Linked DNA regions of Mus musculus: region 1 is linked to region 2. A link is a contact called in public Micro-C data. All regions are on one chromosome and are shown on one strand. Each heading gives the region's core, a stretch centred on a gene start, on an enhancer-like site or on the middle of the called end of the contact. The rest is flanking DNA. Distances are from core to core; before and after follow the strand shown. Region 1 has its middle 42 kb from the start of Adar. Region 2 overlaps Kcnn3 (potassium intermediate/small conductance calcium-activated channel, subfamily N, member 3).

Evidence for each region. Hi-C and Micro-C count contacts between places; a contact is called where the count stands out from the background.
Region 1: a Micro-C map of stem cell-derived neurons shows a contact between it and region 2, with 1.6 times the contacts expected there. The contact joins two enhancer-like sites. A contact is called at or near these places in 6 of 39 promoter capture datasets (the HPC-7 cell line, embryonic stem cells and stem cell-derived epiblast-like cells), 4 of 15 datasets of contacts at CTCF or cohesin (embryonic stem cells and stem cell-derived epiblast-like cells), 70 of 484 Hi-C or Micro-C datasets (the AtT-20 cell line, the C2C12 cell line, CD4 T cells and 23 more), 9 of 115 datasets of contacts at active chromatin or transcription factors (T-cell acute lymphoblastic leukemia, astrocytes, bone marrow-derived dendritic cells and 1 more) and 1 of 9 other capture datasets (embryonic stem cells).

What each region holds. Positions count from the first base shown.
Region 1 is chr3:89,685,893-89,691,262 of GRCm38.p6, reverse strand. No RefSeq gene overlaps it. Among named protein-coding and RNA genes, the nearest start is that of Adar, 42 kb to the left of the region's middle. Within about 2 kb of position 2,387, at least 62 of the 459 cell types and tissues checked have an H3K27ac peak or open chromatin away from gene starts, as enhancers often do. A contact at or near this core is called in neural stem cells and stem cell-derived neurons, where this site is marked.
Region 2 is chr3:89,620,912-89,626,887 of GRCm38.p6, reverse strand. All of the region lies in intron 3 of Kcnn3 (potassium intermediate/small conductance calcium-activated channel, subfamily N, member 3), which reads right to left. Among named protein-coding and RNA genes, the nearest start is that of Kcnn3, 100 kb to the right of the region's middle. Within about 2 kb of position 3,902, at least 27 of the 459 cell types and tissues checked have an H3K27ac peak or open chromatin away from gene starts, as enhancers often do. A contact at or near this core is called in neural stem cells and stem cell-derived neurons, where this site is marked.

The sequences.
Region 1 (5,370 bases), core at 1,138-3,637, 66 kb before region 2:
AAACAACACTTTATTGTCCTTTTCTTTAAAAAAAATGTAGTGTGTGTGTGTGTGTGTGTGTGTGTGTGTGTGTGTGAGAGAGAGAGAGAGAGAGAGAGAGAGAGAGAGAGAAAGAAAGAGAGATAGGTGTGTGGTGTGTGGTGTGTGTGTGTGGTGTGTGTATGTGTGTGTGCTTATGCCATATTCTAATCTTTCTCCCTCATGATAGAGTGCTTGTTTATCACACATAAAGTCTTAGGTTTTATCTCCAACACTGTATAATCTGGGTGTGGTGGCACTCACCTATACTTACCACTCTGAAAATGAAAGCAAGAAAGTCAACATTCAGGGGCAGGCCCAAAAGATGGCTCAGTGGTTAAAGGGACTTGCCACCAAGGTTGATGATCTGAGTTCAGTCCCCAAGACCCACAGGAGAGAACGGGTTCTTACCACATGTGCAAGCACACACACCACTCACAAAAGTTCTGATGGTTTGAATGAGAATGGCCTCTATAGGCTTATACATTGAATATGTAGTTCTCGATTGAAACTGTTTGGGAAGGATTAGGGGGTGTGGCCTTATTAAAGGAAGTGTATCCCTGGAAGTTGACTTTAAGGTTCCCAGTACTCTTGTGGATCAAGATGTGAGTTCTCAGTTGCTCCTTGTTTTGCCCTCAGGGACTTTAACTTCCTTCCTTCCTTCCTTCCTTCCTTCCTTCCTTCCTTCCTCCCTCCCTCCCTCCCTCCCTCCCTCCCTCTCTCTCTCTCTCTCTCTCTCTTTCTTTCTTTCTTTTTTTGAGACAGGGTTTCTCTGTATAGCACTGGCTGTCCTGGAACTCACTCTGTAGACCAGGCTGGCCTCGAACTCAGAAATCCACCTGCCTCTGCCTCCCAAGTGCTGGGATTACAGGCGTGCGTCACCACTGCCTGGCTGGACTTTAACTTTCTGAGGCTGCAAGCCAAATTAAAAGGTTTCTTAATAGGTTGCCTTGGTCTTTGTGTGTTATCACAGCAAGAGAAAAGTAACTAAGACACATGTAAAGTTCATACATTGGAAACAGCAGCAGGCGTGGCCACCATGCCCAGTTATGTGTTTGTGTGTGTGCGCTGTGTGTGTGTTGAATAGATAAATGTCACATGTATAGACAGGTGTACTCACATGTAATGCCCAGAAGTTGACATCTGGATAATTTCTCCAAACACTTCTGGGCCTCTATTTATCAATTTGGGGGCAGTCTCTCACTGAACTTTGCCATTTTGGATAGAATGGCCATCAAACCCCCAGGATCTGCCTGTTTCTAACTCCCAAATCTACATCACAGGCAGCATAACCAGACCTGGCTTTTATTTGGATGCTGGAGATTTGAACTCAGGCTTGTGCAATAAACATTTTACCCATTGAGCCAACTCCTTGACTCCTGGCTTAAAATATCCTATTCTTCATCAAGATTTCTATTTTATCTGCATCTATTTAGGTTCATATTTCTTATTTTATTCAGTGAGTTTTATTATGTTACTGTATTATTTGTTTTGATGTTTTAATTGAAGATTTGTCCCTGAGAAAGCCTCCACACTAGCCTCCCTCTTCACACACACACACACACACACACACACACACACACACACACACACCTTCAGTTCTACAAAGGGACACTTTATTCTACAAGCTAGAAGTATTCCCTATATCTTTCTGACGTGCTCCAATTATTAACCAATGTCTAAAAACCTTTATGAAAGGCTGAATTAGCTGTATATAGAATTTGGCTAATTGCATTTGCTCAGAGTGGTATTTTCTGTTAAAGCGAAGTATCCTGAGAGAATGTTAAATCACAAGGCAGGAGAGGATATAAATGAAAATGCTGATTTATCAATGGGAGCTCTTGGAGTGTCTGGTCTATCAGGAGAAATGAAGCCATCCCATGTTTTCCCCTCTAGGAGATTATAATTAGAAGCTGAGCCTTTGCACAGCATTTTAAAGTTACTCTTAATTTTCAGCTTCTCATTAAAATGTATATTTGTTGTCTGGGAAGACTTATTAATAGTTCTGCAAACTCTCTGCTGCTTGTTAGGAACAGATTGTATATGTAAATAGGCTTTTCAGGCGCTTGAGAGCAAACACCTCCCTCGTCGGGGCTGTACACTTGGAGAATACTAACCAGGGGGCATTGTGCAGCGCCGGTCCCTCCGGGGGCATCGTGCAGCGCCCGTTCCTCCGGAGGCATCGAGCAGCGCCGGTCCCTCCGGGGGCATCGTGCAGCACCCGTTCCTCCAGTTCTTTGCCAGCACCTTGAGGGCGGCTCCTTCAGCAGCATCACCTCTAAATCTGCCTGAAGCCATCAGGGACGACTGCTCCTAGAAACCCAGGAAATGCTGGCTTGGGTGGAGCCCGTGGTCCCGCAGGCACTTCCCTTCTGTCCACCGGATGGCAGCATTGAGTCAGGGCTGCAGCCTGGCAAGGACTGGCTCTGGGAAGATAGAAAGACCAGGTTTCTTCCTGAGAGAACCAGGTTCCTGTGTTCTCCTAGGCAAGCCTCTAAAACCACATAGAGTGAGGTTTGCCCACCCCACCTTCGCTGCGCCGGGTAAACAATGACAGCATTGTGGTGTATTCGGTGTCGATTTCCTTGAGAATCCGAGGATACATCTCAGATAGGCTTTCAAGGTTCAGACTTAGAAGGTGCAATTGGGCAAGCAGGCTGAATTCCCTAGCTCAGTTCATGTAGAAGCCATTGAATGTAAAGGATTAATGGCGTTATTTAATGAGAGGCTAGGGGTACTTCTCAGGAAGAGAATGCCTGCCAAGCATTGCAAAAGCAAGACATACCCTACAAACACTCAGGAGAATAGAAGAAAAAACTGTTGGGTGTCTGTCTGCTTTGCCTTTACCCTAAGCCTAACCGTGAGCTAGCATCAGAACTTCATGGAAGGACTCCTTAAAGCACAGATTGCTGGCTCCATCCCCAAAGCTCTTCACTCAGTAGACTTAGGCTAGGGTCAGCTTATTAGCATTTTAACAAGTTTTCTGGTGATGTTGATGCAGCTGGACCAGGGAATTGGTCCATTTAATCACATTTAATCCTCAGCAGCCCTTTGATATAAGCATTGTCCTTTTGCAGATAAGAAGCAAAAATACTTGAGGCTAGGGATGTAGTCTAATGGAAGAGCTAGACAAATTCCCTTCACAGGCTAAAATATGTGCCTTGTTGGTCTGACTCCCAAAACCTCCCTCCGTGTACTGCACATGTACTTTGGCGGTTCCTCTGAGTGCCATGGTTTCCAAACACATAAACATGGGACAGATATCGGTTCTGACAGTTGGAGACTTTAAGAGTTTAGCACTTTATCTTTGGAGTCGCTCAGGGTGAAAGCTACGAAGGTGCCGAGCAGGCGTGGCAGACTTGCTTCTGTGTGCAGGATGCAGCTGTTTGCGCTGTCTACTGAAATGTCTTTGGAAATGAAGTGTTGATACTGTTCAGTATTTCGGCCCCCAAACCCTAACCGTGGATCTGGAAGACGGTGTGAAAATGAGGCAGAAGGAAGAAACTACAGAATCTGTGAGCTTACCCATGGAGGGGACACAGTTTGCCTGTGGAAATGAGCAACTAAAATTGGGTGGCCTTTCCCTAGCGGGGATTTGACATAATAATGACTCTTCCACAGAGCCCTGTGTCATCTGGGCTGGACTGAGCAGAGGCTCAGTGTTTGCTCTCCAGGTGACTGATGCTTTCTTCCATCAATTCCCCAACTCTAGATCCACAATCAAACCTGAGCTCTCAGAGGCAATATTTGGAAATAGTATTTGTGAAGACAGGGTGGGGGTGGGAAAAAGACATGGAAAATAGAATGGAGGGGGAGGTGGAAAGAGGGATGGAGGGAAGGAGGGAGGGAGGGATGAATGGAGGGAGGGAGAGAAAGAGGGAGGAAGGGAGGGAAGGCAGGCAAAGGCAACTTTTAAAAGGGCTTATTTTGGCTCTGAATTCCAAGAGGACACAGTCCATGGTGACAGCAAAGTGTGGCAAAAGGAGCATCAGGAAACGGCCACAGTGCATCTATAGTCAGAAAGTGTGAACCAGGAAGAGCCATGGATCCTGGTTTGAGCAGGTAACAGCACAGTACATCTTGATGGGGGGTGGGGGGAGGGGCGAGGGCCAGGATGCAGGGACGCCTGTTCATCCCATGGTAAACTTGTTCTTCCTTGCTTAGGGTGAGCGTGCTCATCTCACTTTCTCCTTCTTTGGGACCCTACCCAGGAGATGACGACATCCACATTGAAGGCGAGACTTTCCACCTCAACGAACCAGAATCTAAACATTCCCTCACAGACATGTCCAGAGATCAGTTTTCATGGTGATCCTAAATCCTACCAAGTTGATGACAAGACTGGCATCACAGTGTCCAAACACCTGGAAGAGAGAAGTGTCTACCCGGCAGGGATTGAGAATAAAGCATATGGCCGGGTGTGGTGGCGCATGCCTTTAATCCCAGCACTCGGGAGGCAGAGGCAAGCGGATTTCTGAGTTCGAGGGCAGCTTGGTCTACAAAGTGAGTTCCAGGATAGCCAGGGCTATACAGAGAAACCCTGTCTCGAAAAACCAAGAGAGAGAGAGAGAGAGAGAGAGAGAGAGAGAGAGAGAGAGAGAGAGAAGGGGAGGGGAGGGGAGGGGAGGGGAGGGGAGGGGAGGGGAGGGGAGGGGAGGGGAGGGGAGGGGAGGGGAGGGGAGAGGAGAGGAGAGGAGAGGAGAGGAGAGGAGAGAAGAGAAGAGAAGAGAAAAGAGAGAGAATAAGGCGAATAAGGCGTGTGGAGATTGTGCTCCGCTCTGCTCCAGGGAGCCTGGACCTGAAGGGCACCACTTAGCCCCGCCCACTCCCACCCTCCATCACCTCCCCCTCCAGCTCCAGCTCATTGGGAGGTCGAGGGCAAAGCCTGGGATTTCTAGTCCCTTTACCCTCCCTCATACTGTGTACTTGCCAGAGCTTCCAGGAGGGGAAGTGGGTAGGACTTTCGAGAGGATAATGTGATAAGAGAAGGACAAGAAACTGTAAAGATTGCATCAGGCGTGTGGCTGGTTTTGAGTCACACCTACAGAAGAGCTGAGATAATGCAGACAAAGTGAAGGGTCATGTTGACTCACAGTCTCAGAGGTTTCCTTTTGGAGGCTTGTTCCTGCTACTCCTGTCTTGCTCTGTAGAAGGTCTGCTCGCCTCATGGGAGTTGGGGAACAAAGAAAGACAGGCAGGCTGGGGTCCCAATGTCTCTTTTTATGCCCTGCCAATAGCTTTACTTTCTACTACTAGGCACATGTTCTGAAGGTCCCACTGTCTCCCCTCAGTGACACAGGTACAGACAGGGCCTTCAAACTTATGGATCTTTGGGGGATACTCCAGACCTTC
Region 2 (5,976 bases), core at 2,653-5,152:
TTCCTCTCCCCATCATTACTCCAGAGAGGCCTCAGAATTCCTTGGTCACCCCTCCCGCCATTCCCTGGCCCCAGCTGTTTTAGAGGAAGCAGCCACACAGAAGAAGGTGCTTGTAGCATGTTGCTAGGCAACAAAGATGTCTGAAAACTACAGCCCACCTCTGACACTTCACAGGACTGGAAACCCTCAGATGAGAGCAGCAAGGCATGGAACAAAGGACATGTGGAGGGACGGGGGTGGGGGGTGGGGGGTGGTGGTGGTGGTGGTGCTGGAGCTGGGGGAACCCCAGGGAGGAAGGTGTGAGCCCACAGGTGTGCAGAGCCAAGCGGATGCAGAAGAGGAAGGAATGACTCAACACATGGAGGGAGACCAGGAACCCAGCCTGGAAGCTGGCTGGGGGCAGCTCCCTGCAAGGCCTCCTCTCTTCTGTACTGATCCTGTCTACTGGGGATGAGGTTTAATTAAGGAAGATGATGGGGGTGACTGACAAGTGCTTTTATTGAACAATGGCCTGATTCTCCACTGACTTTCAAAGACTCAAAATTACATTCCGACATAAAGATGGCCCCAGCCAGCATCCACACGGGGCATCTATTTTCTCGTTGGCCTAGGCACCCTGGGCTCTGTGACACAAGATACCACACGTGGCTGCCCAGGGGACCCCAGCCAGGTCAGGCCCTCCTTATGCATTTGCTTCCTGAGCCTCTACATTTCTAGAGTGGGAGGATGACTCCTGTCTTACTCCCTTTACCACACAGTGCTGGGAAAGGCCAAAGATGACAGCGGGACCAGGGAGCACAGAACTGCATTGTCTATTGCAGAGCAAGCCCTGGCTCCTGCAAGGGCAGTGCTCTGGGAGACCCCGTGAGATGGACTTGCCAAGAGCTATCCGAGGCGACCATATGTACGTACGACAACTTCAGCCATGACGGGAGGGGCCCTGACTCAGGCCTCCGGGTTTCCATCATTGAAATGGAGGTGGCCTGCAGCGTGACTGAGATCACTGGCCGCTGTGAGGAGGCAGCATCATGGCAGAGACTGCAGCAAGCACTGGCAAGCAAGGGCTCTCTCTTCCTCTGAGACTTCCTCTGAGTCTGGCTGGGTCCCATTATTCTCCCTGTGCTGCACTTTGACAAGCTTGTCCCATAGTGACAGGCTGATAATCCCAGGAGGCAACCGTCTAACTTCTGAAGTAATGGACAACCTCAAAATATGTCTATTCCCTACATAAAATCTATAACTGAAACTGTAAACAGGGGCAAAGCTCATTAAGAATACTGCTAAGGAGAACAATGGTGTGTTAAATTTGACAAAAAAGCTAATTAAAAACTACTGCCAGGCAACTGCAGCATTCATTTGACTCTGTAAGTTTGACAATATAAGTGGCAACTATACTGGTTTGGGTATGTATTTCCCAGGAAAAGCCTATCCAATCACCTGCCATCCCCCCCAAAGAACAGCAGGCCATTTCCATCTGCTCCCTTATGAAAATCACTATTGTTGTTGTTTTTTTTTTTAAATCACACCAATCATATTTTTTTGAGACACCAGACAGCATGCCCTCAAGAAGTTGTAAAATAAGCACTTGGATTGAATGCAAGACAAAGCTAACTCATTCCCCTCCCCTCCCCCTCTTCCCCAGCTCAGCACCCCAGGCCTCAGCCCTCTGCTGCCAGAGTCCCTGCATCCTTATGCACAGATGGGGTTCCCCTGCTCTCATCTTGCCTACTTGCTCTGTGGGTCAGGAGTAGCAGGAGAGCATGTGAGCTGTGTTTTGGGGTTCCCAGCTTCTAGGCTCTTCCATTTCTTGAACCCACTTAGGGTGTAAGCAGGGCAGGTTTGACTCCCATCTGTAGACAGGAACATGGGCCCAGCAGGGCGAAGGTCCGGGGCTGGCTAAGAGCCAGGCACAGTCAGAGGCTCTGTGAGGCAATGGGCTGAGCTCGCTTTCTTCGCCCTTCTCTTCCCACCTTCTCTGCTCCTGCCTCTTTCTTCTCCCTCTCCTTTCTATTTCCTCCCCTCCCTGCCCTCGTGTGTGTGTGTGTGTGTGTGTGTGTGTGTGTGTGCACAATGCATGTGTGCTATGTGTACATATACATTCACACACGTGCATGCGTATGTGTATTGTGCATCTCTCTGTGTGTACAGAGATGTGAGTACATGCACATATGTGTTCACACACATGGATGTGTGTGTATGTTGTTTGCAAGTATGGTGTGTGAATGAGCATATGTGTGCATGCATGCATGTGCTCACACACATGGATGCGTATGTGTACACAGGTGTGTGCCTCTGTGTGTGTGCGTGTGTATACACATCATGGCACATTTGAAGGATGATTAGAGGACATCTTACAGGACTTGGTTCTCGCTTCTTTACCTTCTGCCATGCAGGTTGGCAGGCTAGAATGTAAACCCTTTTTCCCACTGAGCCATAATCAGCAGCCCCTGTCCTGTTCGGTTTGTTTTTTAAAGACAGGATCTTATTATGCTGCCCTGGCTGGCTGGAAACTCACAGTCTCCCTGCCTCTGCCTCCCAGACCTCATGGATGCTGCAACACAGGCCGGCACCATTTTGGCAGCTGGGGCCCAGGCCCGCTCACTCCTGTGCAATGTTTTTCACTGTCTACAATAAAGTTTCCATGAAGAGATCTGTGGCATTATGACCAACACTGCTAGGCCTCAGCCAGTTAATCATAGGTCACTGGCCTTGGGCAGTGGAAGCTGCAGACTCTAAGCAGAGTATGAATTAACCTTCTGTTGGGGACACGGGGAGCGTTTGAAGGGTACGAGAGTGTAGCAGAACCTGAAGCTTCTATAAACAGGGAAGCAGCAGGGGTCGGGCCAGCAGGTGTAGAGAAAGGGGAATCTGAGGGGAATTACAGACAAGAACCAGAGCTTGAAACCCCTCGTGGAGAGTTGGATTGGTTTGGCAGGGACACAGGATAACTAACAATGTTGACTTTGGAAGCAGTTGTGGCCCAGTAGTCCATTTTTGCAAACCTGGACTATTAACATAAGTGATAAAGATACCATTTCCCCAGCCCCAGAAATGTTCAGTGTGAGTGTGAGTGGGATGGCTCCATAGAGCGCAGAGCATGCCTGCATAGAGAGCAGCATACATTCTTCCTCCTGCTGGCTACAAGGTAGATGTGCTGATGGAGCTCCAGCGCCTTCAATGAGAAGTGAAGCCACGCCTCCAGCTCAGTAGGGTAACAAGAGAGGAGCCTCTGCCCCTGACGTTTTCAGACTCCTTTCTTGCTTAGACTGACCCTTTTTCCATCTTCTTTTACCTCTCCAACATTTTACTATTTTGTTTAAAGGTTTCTAATTTCTTTGCCAGAGTCAAAAATCTAATATGATAGAACAAAACAGATAAAGTTCCCGGGGGTGGGGGTGGGGTGGGGGGAGGAGGAGGGAACCAAGAGTTAAAAACAGTGAAGTAGGGCTGGAGAAATGGCTCAGAGGTTAAGAGCACTGACTGCTCTTCCAGAGGTCCTGAGTTCAAATCCCAGCAACCACATGGTGGCTCACAACCATCTGTAATGGGATCTGATGTCCTCTTCTGGTGTGTCTGAAGACAGCAACAGTGTACTCACATACATTAAATAAATAAATCTTAAAAAGCAAAACAGTAAAGCAGAGAGAATTTAGGGCAATGTGAGAGTCCAAGCATAGACCCAGTGCCTGGGACACTAGTGCATGAGGACACACAGGCACAAGGATGTATTTGGAATGTAAGACTAAGTCACATGTGTCCCTTGCTTGGCCTGCTGGGATGCCTCCCCCACCCCCAGCCTCTTGTTCTCTGAGAGGTTTCCTTGCTTGTCAGGCACTGGTGAAGGTGCCAGTCCCTCCGTGGCTCGGATGGCTCTCCCCTATTGAAAGGATTGAAAGGTTTCCATAGCAATGAATGTCAACCCTCAACACGGAGCTCAGTCCCTGTGGAGCAGAGACGGCCATCCACTGCTGCCAAGGTCCCTCCCATGGAGATGAAGGACACGGTGGGGTCTCAAGGACCAAACAAAGCAGCCAAGGGTTGAAAGTGGGAAATTCGACAGAAGACAGATTTCATGTGTGGGCTAACCTGAGCTGGGAGACAGACATGGGTAATTTTTGCTCACAGAACCTCACCCTTTTCCTCCATCACTGTCTAAGGAGCCCCAGCCTGGCAAACTTTGAGTCCTCCCCTCTGCTCAGAGCCCAGGCCTTCTGGACATGTACAGGAGTCCTTAGTATCCACTGTAAGAAAAAAAGCAACTTGCACTGTGGCTGGAGAAAAGCTGTACAACCCCCCACTCCTGTGGGTAACCCCAAAGCAGACATCCTGGAGGGAAAAGATGCTTGCCAAAGACAGAGGAGTGAAACCTCACAGTTGTACCACAGGCTGGAGTAGCTGGGTGGTGTGCAGAGACCGCAGAGCTTCCCACTATACCCTCAGGTGCTGTCCTGTACCCAGAACTAAGCATTGCCCATGTTAGGAAACCTTCCTGATTCCCGTTTATAGACTCTTCTAAGAGAGGCCATCCCTTAATTGCAACGCAACTTACAATTAATGTATATTTAACATAAATAAAAGTATGAAGAAAACAGTAACAAATATGCAACTTTGCTCTTTAAGTGCCAAAGAGCAGAAACATAATGCAAAGGAAATAAAACAAAACAAGTGTGAATCAGAAATAACAGAAAGAGAAACTCAGCTGTGAAAAAAAGTGAAGATGGAAGAGATTCAAAACAGAGACCTGAGACTAGTGTCACTAGTGACAGGGAGAAGAAATGGCCCTGGGACTGGTGGCTGAAGTCACCGTGGCTTCAGCCGGCTGAACCTGGGCATGGCAGCACACTGCCAGGGTCTCACTGCTCTGGGCTCAAAGGAGATTTGGGTGCCGCTGCCCCTGTGGCCAGGCAGGTGCAGAACGAAAGGTTTCTCACCCAGGTCCCACAGCTCAGTAGCAGGACCTTTCTTGCAAGGAAGACCACAGCGTCTTTTTCTGTGCTTTCTGAATGCATTCTAACTTGCAGTGTTCCCTTATCTTGCCACCAAGCAAGCTAGCATCTGTGAGCCTCACCCACCTACTCCGTGGTAGTGTCACAAGCCCACCCAGGGAGGCCCCCCAGAGAGATGACCCATAAGCCTCCTGCCCAGTCACTGTCCCTATCTCTAAGGCCATTAGCTGCTAGATAGGAAGGGGAGCCCTTCTGAAGGAACTCTTTGGTGATCCTCCAGGGAATTAAATGTGGAAACTGTACCACCCGACCTTACTCCCCAAGCCCTGTTGATGACAAGGCTTCGTGCCGAGGCTAAAATGACATTTGTCCAAATCTCAAAGCCAGCTGCCTCTCTCCATTAAAAATGCAGATCTGAGTCATGGTGGTTGTGGTGGCACACACTTTTAATCACAGTACTTGGAGGAAAAGGAAAGTAGATCTCTGTGAGTTCGAGGCCACCCTGGTCTACAAAGCAAGTTCCAGGGCAGCCAGGGCTATGCAAAGAAACCCTGTGTGGAAAATCAAAAAACAAAACAGAACAATAACAACAATTAAAAAACCCAAACAGAACAACAACAACAACAACAAAAGTATATAGTGTGGAAATTATAAACAAATTGCACTGTCTTTCTGTCAAAGGGTTAAAATAAGACAAAACCCTATTAATTTTTTTTAACCAGTCACTTGGCAGAAATTAAAATTTCCTCCAGAGTCAGCACTTCCTGAAATCAAAATATGTGCCTGCTCAGGGTTGCACCTGGCAAGAGATTGAGCTCTGCTTATAAACTGGGCTTTTTAAGCTGGCCAATCACAGAAAAATGGAAACATGGGATCTGTGTGTTAGGGAACAGAGAGCAGAGGCAGCCCTGCTGCCGAGTGTGCTTGCATGCTTGCCTTGGCTACACCCCTCCCGAACAAGTAAAACTCACCACCTTACTGAAAGGCTTTGGATTGTGGGGTCATTTTCTTGTGGCCCCCAAACCCATTT